2 separate regions of the Mus musculus genome follow, and region 1 is linked to region 2. The links are chromatin contacts, called in public promoter capture Hi-C maps. All regions are on one chromosome and are shown on one strand. The core of a region is the stretch at or near the end of the contact, and the rest is flanking DNA. Distances in the headings are between cores, read along the strand shown.

Region 1 (5,881 bases), core at 1,998-4,497, 3.0 Mb after region 2:
TGTAATTTGAATGAATAGCCCCCAAATGCTCATATATTGAATGCTTGTTTTCCCAGTTGGTAGACTGTTTAGGAAGAATTAGAAGGTATGCCATCAGGGATGGGCTTTGAGGTTTCAAAACTCACAATGGACCCAGTCTCTCTCTTTGTGTCTAATATTTGTAGATTAAGTTATAAGTTTATTCCAAAAGCATAGCAGGCAAGGTGCTGGGTCAAACATGTAGATACTACATGGTTGTCATGCTATATTGTTGGGGAATGTTAATAAATGTTCTTTTAGATTATACTTTTCTTTTTTAATTGTGTATGTGTGTATGTGCATGTATGCATGCATGAGCATGGGAAGGCCAGAAGAGGGAGGTGGATCCCTTGGCTCTGGAGTTATAGGCGGCTATGAGCCTTTATATGTGTGCTAGAAACTGAACTTGGGTCCTCTGAAAGAGCTGCAAACACTCAGCTGCTGAACCATCTCTCCAAACCCCAAGATGCCTCTGTGTGTGTGTGTTATGTGTTTGTGTGTGTGTGTGTGTGTGTGTGTGCATACAATAATTTTGGTCCAAGATAGAATCCTCAAATACACAAAATATGTTACAAATGCAGGTGTAGTAAGAATTCTGAAATTTTGGTTTCTTTTTAAAAAACACAGAAATGTACAAGCATGTGCCTTTGTTCGAATCCCAGCTGTAGGATGTGGTGCTGCAGTTGACCATGACTTGGTTTTGGCAACTGCAGATAATTTCTGTGATTGTGTGATGTTTGGAATTCTGAGAACTTTTCAGAGGATACATAAACTTTAGGGCCCCTGCAAGGTGGAGTTGATGGTTGTTGGTCATTTAGTGAAGTTGGCTGCTGTTTGTTAGTAGCCATGGTCAAAGAAGAAACAAAAGGAAAGGAATTAGTTTCAGGGATTTTCCTAATTCCTCTCTCCCCTCTATCCTTGTTTCTCTCCTACCTAGTGTTAAGGGGGTGAAAATTGGGAAGAGGGAAAGGTTAGGAGAAAGAACCCACAAAGTAGCAAAGACTAGCTATAGGCTGGGAGGGTGGTCTGTACAAAATTATCAGCCATTGAAGATCACTAAGTAGCAGAAACTGATACTGGAAACCTATTAGCCTTACCTTTGTTTCATAAAGTTGTTATGAATACCTTGTTAAATTCTGCTACTGTAACAACCCCACTTACTTTCCTCCATTTGGAAACCTACCTCTGACCTATAAAAACCTTGTCTTTCTCATGTTCAAGGCTGATGATCTCTTGAACCCCACCTTAGGGGGAGGCAGACTATGTACATAGGTTTTTAACTTTTTGCTTTAATTGCTTGCTTGGTTGCTTTAATAAATGTGGCCACGATGGATTATTCAGGTTCCTGGTCTTTCTCCTCAAGTCTTTGGGAATTACAGAGCACATGGACTTTATTCATGTGTATTCAAAAGCTTGTCTCCTCTCACAGTATTCTTCAACCTCTATGAGGTTTTACCCAGCTTTTTGTTGTTTAGAGAGTGTTTCTCTGTGTAGCTCTGGCTGTCCTGGCTCTGTAGAGCAGGCTGGCCTGGAATTCAGAGATCTGCCTGCCTCTGCCTCTCAAAGGCTGGAATTAAAGGTATGTGCCACTGAGCTTGGCTTTTTACGCAGCTTTTGGCTGAAAATGTAATTTTTATTATTCTTATTAAAGGTCCATTAAAGGAAAAATGTTGCCTACTAATCATAACCCAATGAAATCTACCTTTGAGGTAGAGTCACGCCATTGTCTCCTTCTGTAAACCTTAATCCAGCTGAGTCTGCCCATCACCTGGATAAGGGACCATCCCTTAGAAAGGCAGGTTCACCTTCAGCCACGCTAAAGACACAGAGGAATAATCTCTTTAATAAACAGTGTTCTTCCCCCAAATTCCTGGCCCATAGTGCAGTAGTTCCAGATTCCCCACGAGATTCTCCAGGATTTCTGTCTATTCTGTCTCAGAAACTCCCAACCTTCTCTTTGTCTTCTCTTTTCTTTTGGGTGTTAGCCTAATACACAGTCTCTGATAGTTTCGGCTTCCTTACTCTTTCTCTAAAGCTCCCCTCCATGTGGCTGCTGTAACCATGTGGCTGTTTAACACAAATGGCATGGCATCTCTTCCACTTCTCCATCTTCCTCTGGGCAGCTGCTGAGATTTACAGCTTGCCTGCATTGGTTTTTTTCTTTCTTTTCTTTTAAACTCTAATAAAATTTCCTCCAGCTTCTTTTGAGGCTCTTCTTAAATTCTTTTATTAATGAGACTAAGAACCTCAAGAGGGGACTCTGATTTCCCTAGTAACAGGTGGCACTTCCCATGGGACTCCCCAGAATTTCCGGTAACAAGCACGGGAGAAGGAAGACATGAAATATAATACTGAAACTCTAAAACCAGAATTGAGGTCCCCCCCCCCCCTTTTGAGACAGGCTTTTACACTGACTAAAACCTAGAATAACTTTGAATTTGTAGTGATTTTCCTGCCTTTGCCTCTGGAGTATTAGTATAGGTGTGTGCTACCACGTCTGCCTTTTTTTTTTTTTTAAGAGTTTAATATTCAGGTACTATGGACACTTGCAGATCATTTATTTAGTCCTCAAAAAAATTAACTGCTTTTATTCATTTAAGAAGCAAAATTAATTTCACCCTTTTCCATTGAGGTCTTTTAAAGTTCCGACAAATTTGTAATTTCTCCCCCTTTACATCATTCTCATTAATTCATCACAGAGATAAATTCAGGCCACAAAAAGAGTAAAGCTGCCTGCACACTCCCCCTTTCACACAATGTGGGCTCATACAACCCGGTTTTGGGTCTCTTCTCGTTTGCACGTAACTTACTTCTTCATCCTCCCGTGGCCCTCCCACGATCTTACTCCTTTACCCATTTAAGTCTCCAGTAGTAAAAGCAGTTTTCCAAGCAGTTTCTTAATTAATCAGGCTGGGTAGACTGGGCAGAGCCCCCGCCCCTTGGGCGGGGCCATAGCGGCGGGCGGAACCCGATGCCTGCTCTGGCTCCTTAACAAATGATTCCTTTACAATCTACAGAAGAGAGACACACACACAGCGAGCCAATCAGCGGCCGCGGTCCTCGCGTCCGGCGGGGCTAGCCCCGCCCACTCCCAACCTCCCGCGGGGGCCGTCCGAGCCTCGCGGGCTTCTGCAGACCCCGCCCCCTGGGCAGGCGCGGCGGTCATTGGATGGCGCTCGGCTCGCAGTCGCCGCGGTTGCTGGGAGAGGGAGGTGGGGGCGGGGCCCGCGGTGGTCCAAGGGGCCCGAGAGAAAGGCTGCTAGGCACGGGCGGGCGCGCTGGGCGGAATCGAGCGTCTCGGTGGCGGTTTGCCTATCGGCCCGCGCGGCGGCGTCGCGGTGCGGGAACCGGTCCCCGTTGACAGCTCCGCGTCTTCCGGCCGCGCCACTCGGGAGGTGGCTTCCTCCCTGTGCTCCCTCCGCGAGTCCGTTCGGCCTCGGAGAAGCGGGAGGCGGCGGCGGCTGCGGAGGTCGTCGGGGGCGGCGGGCGGTGAGCGCGCTCCCGCTTCCCCGGCGGCGGCCGCAGGACAATGGAGGTGGCTGTGGAGAAGGCGGCGGCGGCAGCGGCTCCGGCCGGAGGCCCCGCAGCGGCGGCGCCGAGCGGGGAGAATGAGGCCGAGAGCCGGCAGGGCCCGGACTCGGAGAGCGGCGGCGAGGCGTCCCGGCTCAACCTGTTGGACACTTGCGCCGTGTGCCACCAGAACATCCAGAGCCGGGTGCCCAAGCTGCTGCCCTGCCTGCACTCGTTCTGCCAGCGCTGTTTGCCCGCGCCGCAGCGCTATCTCATGCTGACGGCGCCCGCGCTGGGCTCGGCAGAGACCCCTCCACCCGCTCCCGCCCCCGCCCCCGCCCCGGGCTCCCCGGCCGGTGGTCCTTCGCCATTCGCCACCCAAGGTGAGAGGGGCCCGCGAGGTGGCGGGCGCGACCCGCTGTCACGCGGCTGGGGAGGGGGTGAAATGGGCCCGCGCCGGCTGAGCGACTCGGCGGTCCCTCACTTTTGCAGAGCTCTGACGGTTGTGGCGAGTTAGCTGCTCTCTGCTCCTCCGCAAAGCTTTGTCCGGGTGCATATGATCTGGATCAGCTCGTGTACACCCGGGTTATGCGAGCCGGAGGGGGGAGGAAGGGATGGAGATGAAGTGATGGGGATTTTCTTTGATGATTGATTGCAGATTGGCTGCCGTCTGTTTCGAATCTTGTGCGTTCCGGGCTTTTTACCTTAATGAGTTCCCTCTCTGTCCCCTCCGTAGGGGACAAAGGAACCGGGATAAGTTGTTTTGTTGTCTGCTGCTTTCGGAGATTTTATTTCGAGCGATTCGATAAACGATAGAAAGTAAATAGACTTCCAAAGTGTTTTGTATGCCGTAGTTGGAAGTTACTTTCTCTTTTGTGGTGTTATTGGGTAATTAGTTTTTGACAGGTAGTTTCCTTTGCTTATGTTACCAGGTTTAAATCGTTGAAAGTGATTTGAAGTGCAGTAATTATTTCTGGGAGAACACTTGAAGTTTTTAACTTTTAATATTGCAAATATTTGGGCAAATTGACGTCTTTAAAATGCGAAGTAACTGAGGAAGGGAAATCTTTTTTCTCTTGCTTCTTGGGTTTTGTGTGTGTGTGTGTGTGTGTGTGTATGTTTTGTTTGGCTTATGTAGCAGCCCAGAATTGTCCACAGCTAGCAATCTTCCTGCCTCAGCTTCTTCAGAGTAAAGATAACAGGCATGAGCCATTGCACCTGCTAGCCAGACACTTTTAACATCTCTTTTAAAGGGAATAACTGTTTTAAGTTAATTTGTTAAGTAATTATATTTATTAGGTCAGGATGCAATTGCTGGCTTGGATTGTTGAATTAGATGCATTTAGTTTTTTCTTACAACAGTCTTTAAATACAGGAAACTATTTTCCATGGGTCTCTATTGTTGCAGGAAGCCCACCAGAGGTACACCACTCAGTCTATAGCTAAATGAAAGTATTCCAGCCAGCTGGATTACAATCGGGTATCTAGAATGCAAATGTAATCCAGTGGTTTTCAACCTGTGGGTCCAGACCCCTTGAGAGGGTGGAATGAACCTTTCACAGGGGTCGCATATCAGATATCTTGCATACTAGATATTTACATTTTGATTCATAACGGTAGCAAAATTACCATTATGATGTACCGAAGAAGATAATTTTATGGTTGGGGGCCACCACAACATAAGGAAGTGTGTATTGAAAGGTGGCAGCACTATGATTAAGAGCTTTATATCTTTAGAGCAAGGGGCTTTTTTTTTGTTTGTTTGGTTTTTTGTTGTTTTTGTTGTTTTGAGATAAGGGTTTCTCTGTGTAACAGCTCTGGCTGTCCTGAAGCTTGCTTTGTAGACCAGGCTCAATCAGAAGTTGCAGAAATCTGCCTGCCTCTGCCTCCCTAGTACTAGGATCAAAATTGTGCACTACCACTGCCCTGCAAGGGGCTTTCAGAGGCAAAAACCATATCCTGTTATCTTGCCTTGTAGTTGCGAGCAGGAGGTTTTGTGCAAGCAAGCAGTTTAACAGAAGCTAAGATAAGCAGTTAACTGGAGGGGAAGATTTGTACAAGTGGCCAGTTTAACAGAAGCCAAGCTAGAGTATCTTGACTTTGGGTTCTTAGATTTTGGTAATTTTCCACAATATTCTCCATCAAGGAAGCCAAACTTTGGTCAAACCTAAAATAGTCTCAGCAAAATATAAGATAGGGGAACCTCAGTACTGTCTTGCCTTTTCATATTAACTAATTGGTTCTATGGGCAAGAGTCAAATAGTTGACTTGTACTGTTCTGGGGCATGGTTGGTTCTAAAGATCAGAAGCTTAACTAAGTTTATTCTCTGTTTGATATATTGGACATGCAGAT
Region 2 (5,745 bases), core at 341-2,840:
ACCGTGACTCCCTCTCTCCCTTCACTCCCCCTCCAAGCTGCAGAGGCAAGGTGCTCCAATCACGTACAACTAGGAGGTTAGAGTCACCGGCTGGCTCCTCCGCCCAACCACAGTACAAAGACTCTTCCCAACCTTACAGGCTGGACATACTGGAACCAGTCACCTTTGCCCAGCTTCTTCATAAGGTAGAAGATGCGCGTGGGAGCGAATCATCAAGCTGAGAGATCAGACTACTGTCTAGAGTACCAGCAGTACTCTAAGAAGAGCCACGTCATTCAAAAGAGGCAACAGCGTCCCTAAGTGCAGCTCCACAGGAACAGCACAGATAGTGGGTCTCAGGAAGTCAGACATCAGAGCAAAGGGCTCGGAGACTCTCCCCGAGTAAATTTGTCTGGTAGGGTGTGAGGAAGTTCAGGGGCAAAAGTGGTGTCTCAAAGGGGGTGAGGGGGTGGGGTGGGAGTGGAGGACTTAGGCTTCCAGTTGAAAATGGCAAAATGGTTGATATTTCATTTTTTTTTTCTTTGCAAGACCTCATTAAAATGGCACTTTCTTTTAAAGGCAAAAGGCTGAAAGGACAACAGTGGGAAGGAGACCAGCTCTGAACTTCCTAGCAACGGGAAAGGCAGACAACATGGAACTCGGCCTCCAGGTTGCATGGGAAAATTAAGTTTAAAGAAAAACACTATACTCTATCCAACTTTGAACAAGTTTAAGAATAGAATAAAGATATCAGTTTGACAAATTAAAAAAAAAAACAAAAACAAAAACAAAAAACCTTTGGTGTCCCTCATTTCTCAGTAAATCACCTGGAATTTATTCTACCAAAAGTGAATACAGCAGAAAAGAGAAAAGCCTGGGACCCAGAAACAAGAAATCTAACCTAGCATGGCGGCAAAGGGAACCCCTGGGATGAACCAAGACCCAGTTAGGTACAGGGTGTCATGTAGAAAGTAGAGAAAGCCGCCAAGGGTTTAGCGCTATTGGGAGCTGTCTACTGTCTTTGCCAAGCTCACCCAGTTCTGAAGCTGCAGAGATCATGTGAGCCTGGGAGGCAAGAGTCCCCTCCCTGCGATCTCAAGACTAAAAGCTTTCTTTCTCTTTTACTTTGAAATGGGAACACAGTGTTTCTGTTGCTCTATAACTGTTAGATATAACTTTGCTAACGGCAAAGTTTCCAATCTAGAGACACAGTCAAGATCATCGGTTGAGTTTTGAAAGGAGAGTCCAAGGCATAGGTGCCTTCCAAAGGAATGAGAAGAGGGGACCCAGGTTCCAGGAGCTACACTGGCTGGAAGCTTGGCCATGTGAACTAAGGTCCCTCCCTAGAAAGATTCTGGGTCGTGTTTCTCTAAGAGTTGCAATGCCCTGGAGGTCTGGAAGCTGGTATCAACTTTCGCACAGTAAAATCGGGACCCTCACCTGGCTCAGGCAGGGTGCGCCAGTTGTGGGTCATGTGCTCCCATGAGCAACAAGTTGTTTACACTCTTCATTTCTGAAAAGTCATAAGACACAGGCAAGTTAAAAAACGAAAGTGAAATCAGCTGAGAGTGACATCAGTCAGCACAAATGTACCAAAGTTCAGAGCTGTTTACTTGAACGCGACTGCCTGCGAGTGCAGGCAGAGCCCAGGAGCTCTGAGCTGTCTGCTTGCAGCTTCTCTCCTCTGCCCTGGTTTCTGGAGCCTGACTTTAGAAAGCAGCCCAGGAGAAGATCGACTCCCCAGACAGACGCTGATTTCCTGTGTCACCTTTTGATGAGTGTTCCTGGGCTCCAGCGTTGGTTTTTGTAAGTACACCCCCACAACTCCACAAGGGATAAGAGGTGTTTAAGTTCCCAGACTCCACATTCTAGCAACAAACCAAGGGGGGACGCTTTGCTTGGTGTCGGTGGCCTCCTCTCTCCCCAGAGAGTGATATAACCTTTCACCTCTGTCCTGCCCCCATGCTCGTAAGCATCACTGTGTGCATCTCTGCCTCAAAAACTCTGTAAATGGTTAGAAACACACAGGTAGCTGCATGCAGCCTGGTGTTCAGGAAGCTTGTACCATTAATACCTGTGGCTTTGGGACACATTGTTCTCCAGAAGTAGGCAGGCAGACAAAAACATGTCACTACAGCCAAACTGATACCAAGATTTGAAAAACACAAAGAAAAGATCTGTGTTCTTGTCCAAAAGAGAATTATAGGACATAAAAGATTTTAAGACCTGATATCAGCCCCCAAAGGAAACTCATGGAGGGGGGATTGTCCCTTGAAACAGGTCTTTCTTTTTCTTTTTCTTTTATTTTCTTTCCTTTTCTTTTCTTTTCTTTTCTTTTCTTTCCTTTCTTATCTTTTCTGGCTGATTAATAACTCCCATTACACTTCTTTAATCTGTAAAATCAAGTTGTTGGATAGGAGAGAAAAGAAAAAAAAAAAAAAACGGGGGGGTGGGGGGAAATCTTTCAGAGACAGCTGAAGTGTGTTTTCAGTATTTCCTCCTCTCTGGGTCTTCCTAATCGCAGGTCTGAGAGTCAGCGCCTGGAGCAAGGCCTCACACATCCCGTTTTCTAAGCTGCTATTTTAGTCCCCACATTATCGAATTACTAAGGCTATGGTGGCTTGCTCTATAATCTCACTTTTCACCAACAGCACGTAATTCTGGGAACATTTTAATGTGGCCTTCACTGGGAAACACCACAGGACTGATTTTCTCCACCTCTCCTCTCTCCTGTGCACCTGTCTGGGGATGCCTTGACCACCCGTGGCCTCTCCTCTCCTGTGCATCTGTCTAGGGATGCCTTGACCACCCATGGCCTCCTCTCTCTCCTGTGCACCTGTCTAGGGATGCCTTGACCACCCCTGTGCTTTTGAATTGGCTCCTAAAAGCTGCTTCTCCATTCTAACACACAACTGACCTCCGTTATGCCTGACATTGTAGTACTCCATCCTTTCTATGATACTGCCTAGGGGTAAGGCGGTAAAAGTGGGTCATTTGGCCAAAAACACAAACCTTAGAGTCAGAGTCACCATGTTAGGAAGCCAGTCTTGGCATCTGGAGTGTCACTGAGGATGCTAGCTACAGTCTTTAGGGAGAAGAAGGTTACCCAGCGTACCTTGGAGGCACTGGAAAAACACAGATCTTTTTTTTCTTGCTAGGTTCATTCTTCTGTGAATTGTTTGTATTACCGAATCCCGTTTCACACAGCGCAGTGTTTTTCTTGATGTTTGCATGAACATTCCATACATTGTGTGTATTATCATCTCACATTTTTGGCAGATATTCTCCATGCTCATTGACTTTTAATTCTGTATTGTTTTTACTAGTGCACAGAAATTTCCATTTTTTTAAAAAAATAGCTAAATCTATAGTTTTCCTTGTAGTTTTGATGTGCTTTTAAGTTCAGAACGTACTTTCTTATTCATAAATCAGAGTTTATTTTTTTCTAGATCTTATTTTATATTGGTTCATTCTTGAATCCATGTGAAATTTATTTTGGCATATGGCATAATGTCCTAAAATAGTTCAGAGCTTTTTTTTTTTTTTTTTTTTTTTTTTGGCTTGTTAATAACAAGCCAGTTTAGCATCAGCTAGCTATAGCTAATGGAAACTAGGCCTTAAACCTAGTATCTCCAGTATGTGTATGGCTGTTCCCCAGCCCTGTGATATGGAACCATTATTCCTGCTGGTTTCTCTCCCCCTCACTTAGCCTTGTTTAGATCCTCCCTAAATCTTTTCAAAATTATCTTCTTAAAACTCTATGTAGTGTATGTCTTCCAAGTGGAGCACAAGCTTATCTGCGGGGGAAGTCGGGGTCAGGGGAATGTTGTTTGTTCCTCGTGTCTTTGATTCTCCAGGGCTCCTGGCTCAGGGACCTCCCAAATGCATCATTAGTGGGGTCAGGAGATGAAATCCTAGCCTGGGAAGGGGATGGCACAGTTCCCTCCTCAGAACTGCAGGGAAGAGCGGCAGAGCTCAAGAGCAGAACCAGGTCCTGGGAAGCCTGGTCCTCAGCCCAGGAGTCGGCTGCCTCTAAGCATGCTGGGAGACCTACCAATACAGAGAGACAGAGGTGGGACTCATCTTTAAGGGTGCTTTTTTGTCTTCAAAGTTTCTGTAACCTTTGTTCCTTGCTAGGTTATCTGTTACCCAATGCCAATAAGCAGCAAAACATTGGAACAAATACAAAGTTAATATTAAAGGAGCCATTTAAACAGTTACTTCAACTCTTGCTGTCCACGCCTTAGCCTGGACCATGCTTCTGGCTTTCTGTCACAGTGCCCTGGTACAGTCCTATCTCTGCTGGCCAAGCTGTTTTTATTTACACAGCAGACTGATGGTGAACGCAAACATTCCAGCATTCCATAGAGGCCACCTACACTACTAACCACACCCAGGCCACAGCACTGCCCTAGCCCTGTCTTGAGAAACTAGGACATGGGCTCATGTTTCTGCCAAAGGAAGCACGACACATTTCCCATTCTCCTTCCTGTCTATTCCCTGAGAGCCACACCTAAGCCACAGACACTAATCTTAAACACAGTTACAGGAGGCCAGCGGCCTCTCTGACAAGGAAATGGGCAAACTTGTTCTCCCTGCAGCCTGTCAGAGCCTATTGTTCTGCCTTCCCTCACTGCTCACACGACCACCCTCAGCCTCCACCTTACTCTTCTCCCCATAAATCGCTGCCTCAGCCTCATGATCACAGGACACACGTGCACTTAGCATGTGCCCAGAACTGGTTCAACCACAGAAATACCAACTCTGTCTCCCAAAGTCCCATGCAGACCCAGAGACTGTAGTGACAGGAGAGGGACTTGAACCCAGGTGTTGTGGGAGTAATTTTTTTTAACAACCAGAGGACAGTGAAGCAAGTGAAAAAAAAAAAAAAAAAAGAAAGAGGAAGGAACTTATGAGAAGTTGTGTGTGCTGTGATGTGTGACATGTGCTGCCACTGACAGCCAATCAACCATGCCTGCCATCCAGGGAATGTTTGTTGAGTGCATTCTAGATGCCAGGAGCAGCCTTGGGTATTAAGGACAGAACAGAAAAAATTTAGATAGATCATACATACATACATACATACACAGAAAGAGTTAGAGAGAGAGAGAGAGCAAGAGCGAGGTGGGGAGGGAGGGGGGAGGGAAGTGGGGAGGGAAGGAGGGAAAACTGAACATAAGTAAGGAGCTGACATAGTTGGGAAAGTGTTTGCCATGCAGTTGTAAGGACCTGAGTTTGACATTCAGTATCCACATAAACAGCTGAGAACGCTGGCCTGCGCTTGTAACCCCTGCACTTGGGAGGCAGAGCCAGATGGAGCCCTAGGGCTCACTGGCCAGCCAGCCTCGCCTAATGGGTGATCTCTGGGCCCTGTCTCAAAAAAATAAGGTGGATCACATTCCTAAAGAAAGACTGACACGCCCAAGGCTGTTGTCAGACCTCATCTGTCTACACAGAGAACAAAGGAAAGCAAAGCAAACTCAACAACAGACAAAGCCTTTGTTGCCCTGGAGGTCCAGACGCCTGGAGGATGGGGTAAGCGGAGTGCCTTCTGTCAGACAGTCAGACGTGCTGATGAGCAGGGATGAGATGCCAGGCAGGGCTCACGGAAGAGAAGGGCATTGCAGTTTCCCCAGTGGTAAGCAAGGAAGGTGAGTCTAATCCCAGGCAGTCATTTGAGCAGAGACCTGAAAGGGGAGTGGGTTGGAAACAATGGCAGGAGTCTTCAGCTTGTCTTAGGTTTCCAGAAAATACCAGGGAGGCCAC

The links. Promoter capture Hi-C pulls out the DNA fragments that hold promoters and counts their contacts.
Region 1: a promoter capture Hi-C map of pre-B cells shows a contact between it and region 2, with 5 times the contacts expected there. The contact joins the promoter of Trim24 here to the promoter of Tmem140 in region 2. A contact is called at or near these places in 2 of 39 promoter capture datasets (liver and pre-B cells) and 1 of 115 datasets of contacts at active chromatin or transcription factors (extraembryonic endoderm stem cells).

The regions. Positions count from the first base shown.
Region 1 is chr6:37,867,564-37,873,444 of GRCm38.p6, forward strand. It overlaps Trim24 (tripartite motif-containing 24), which reads left to right and starts at 3,248. Exons shown (of 19, transcript NM_145076.4): 1 at 3,248-3,911. The coding sequence starts at 3,548.
Region 2 is chr6:34,861,556-34,867,300 of GRCm38.p6, forward strand. It overlaps Tmem140 (transmembrane protein 140), which reads left to right and starts at 1,591. Exons shown (of 2, transcript NM_197986.3): 1 at 1,591-1,785.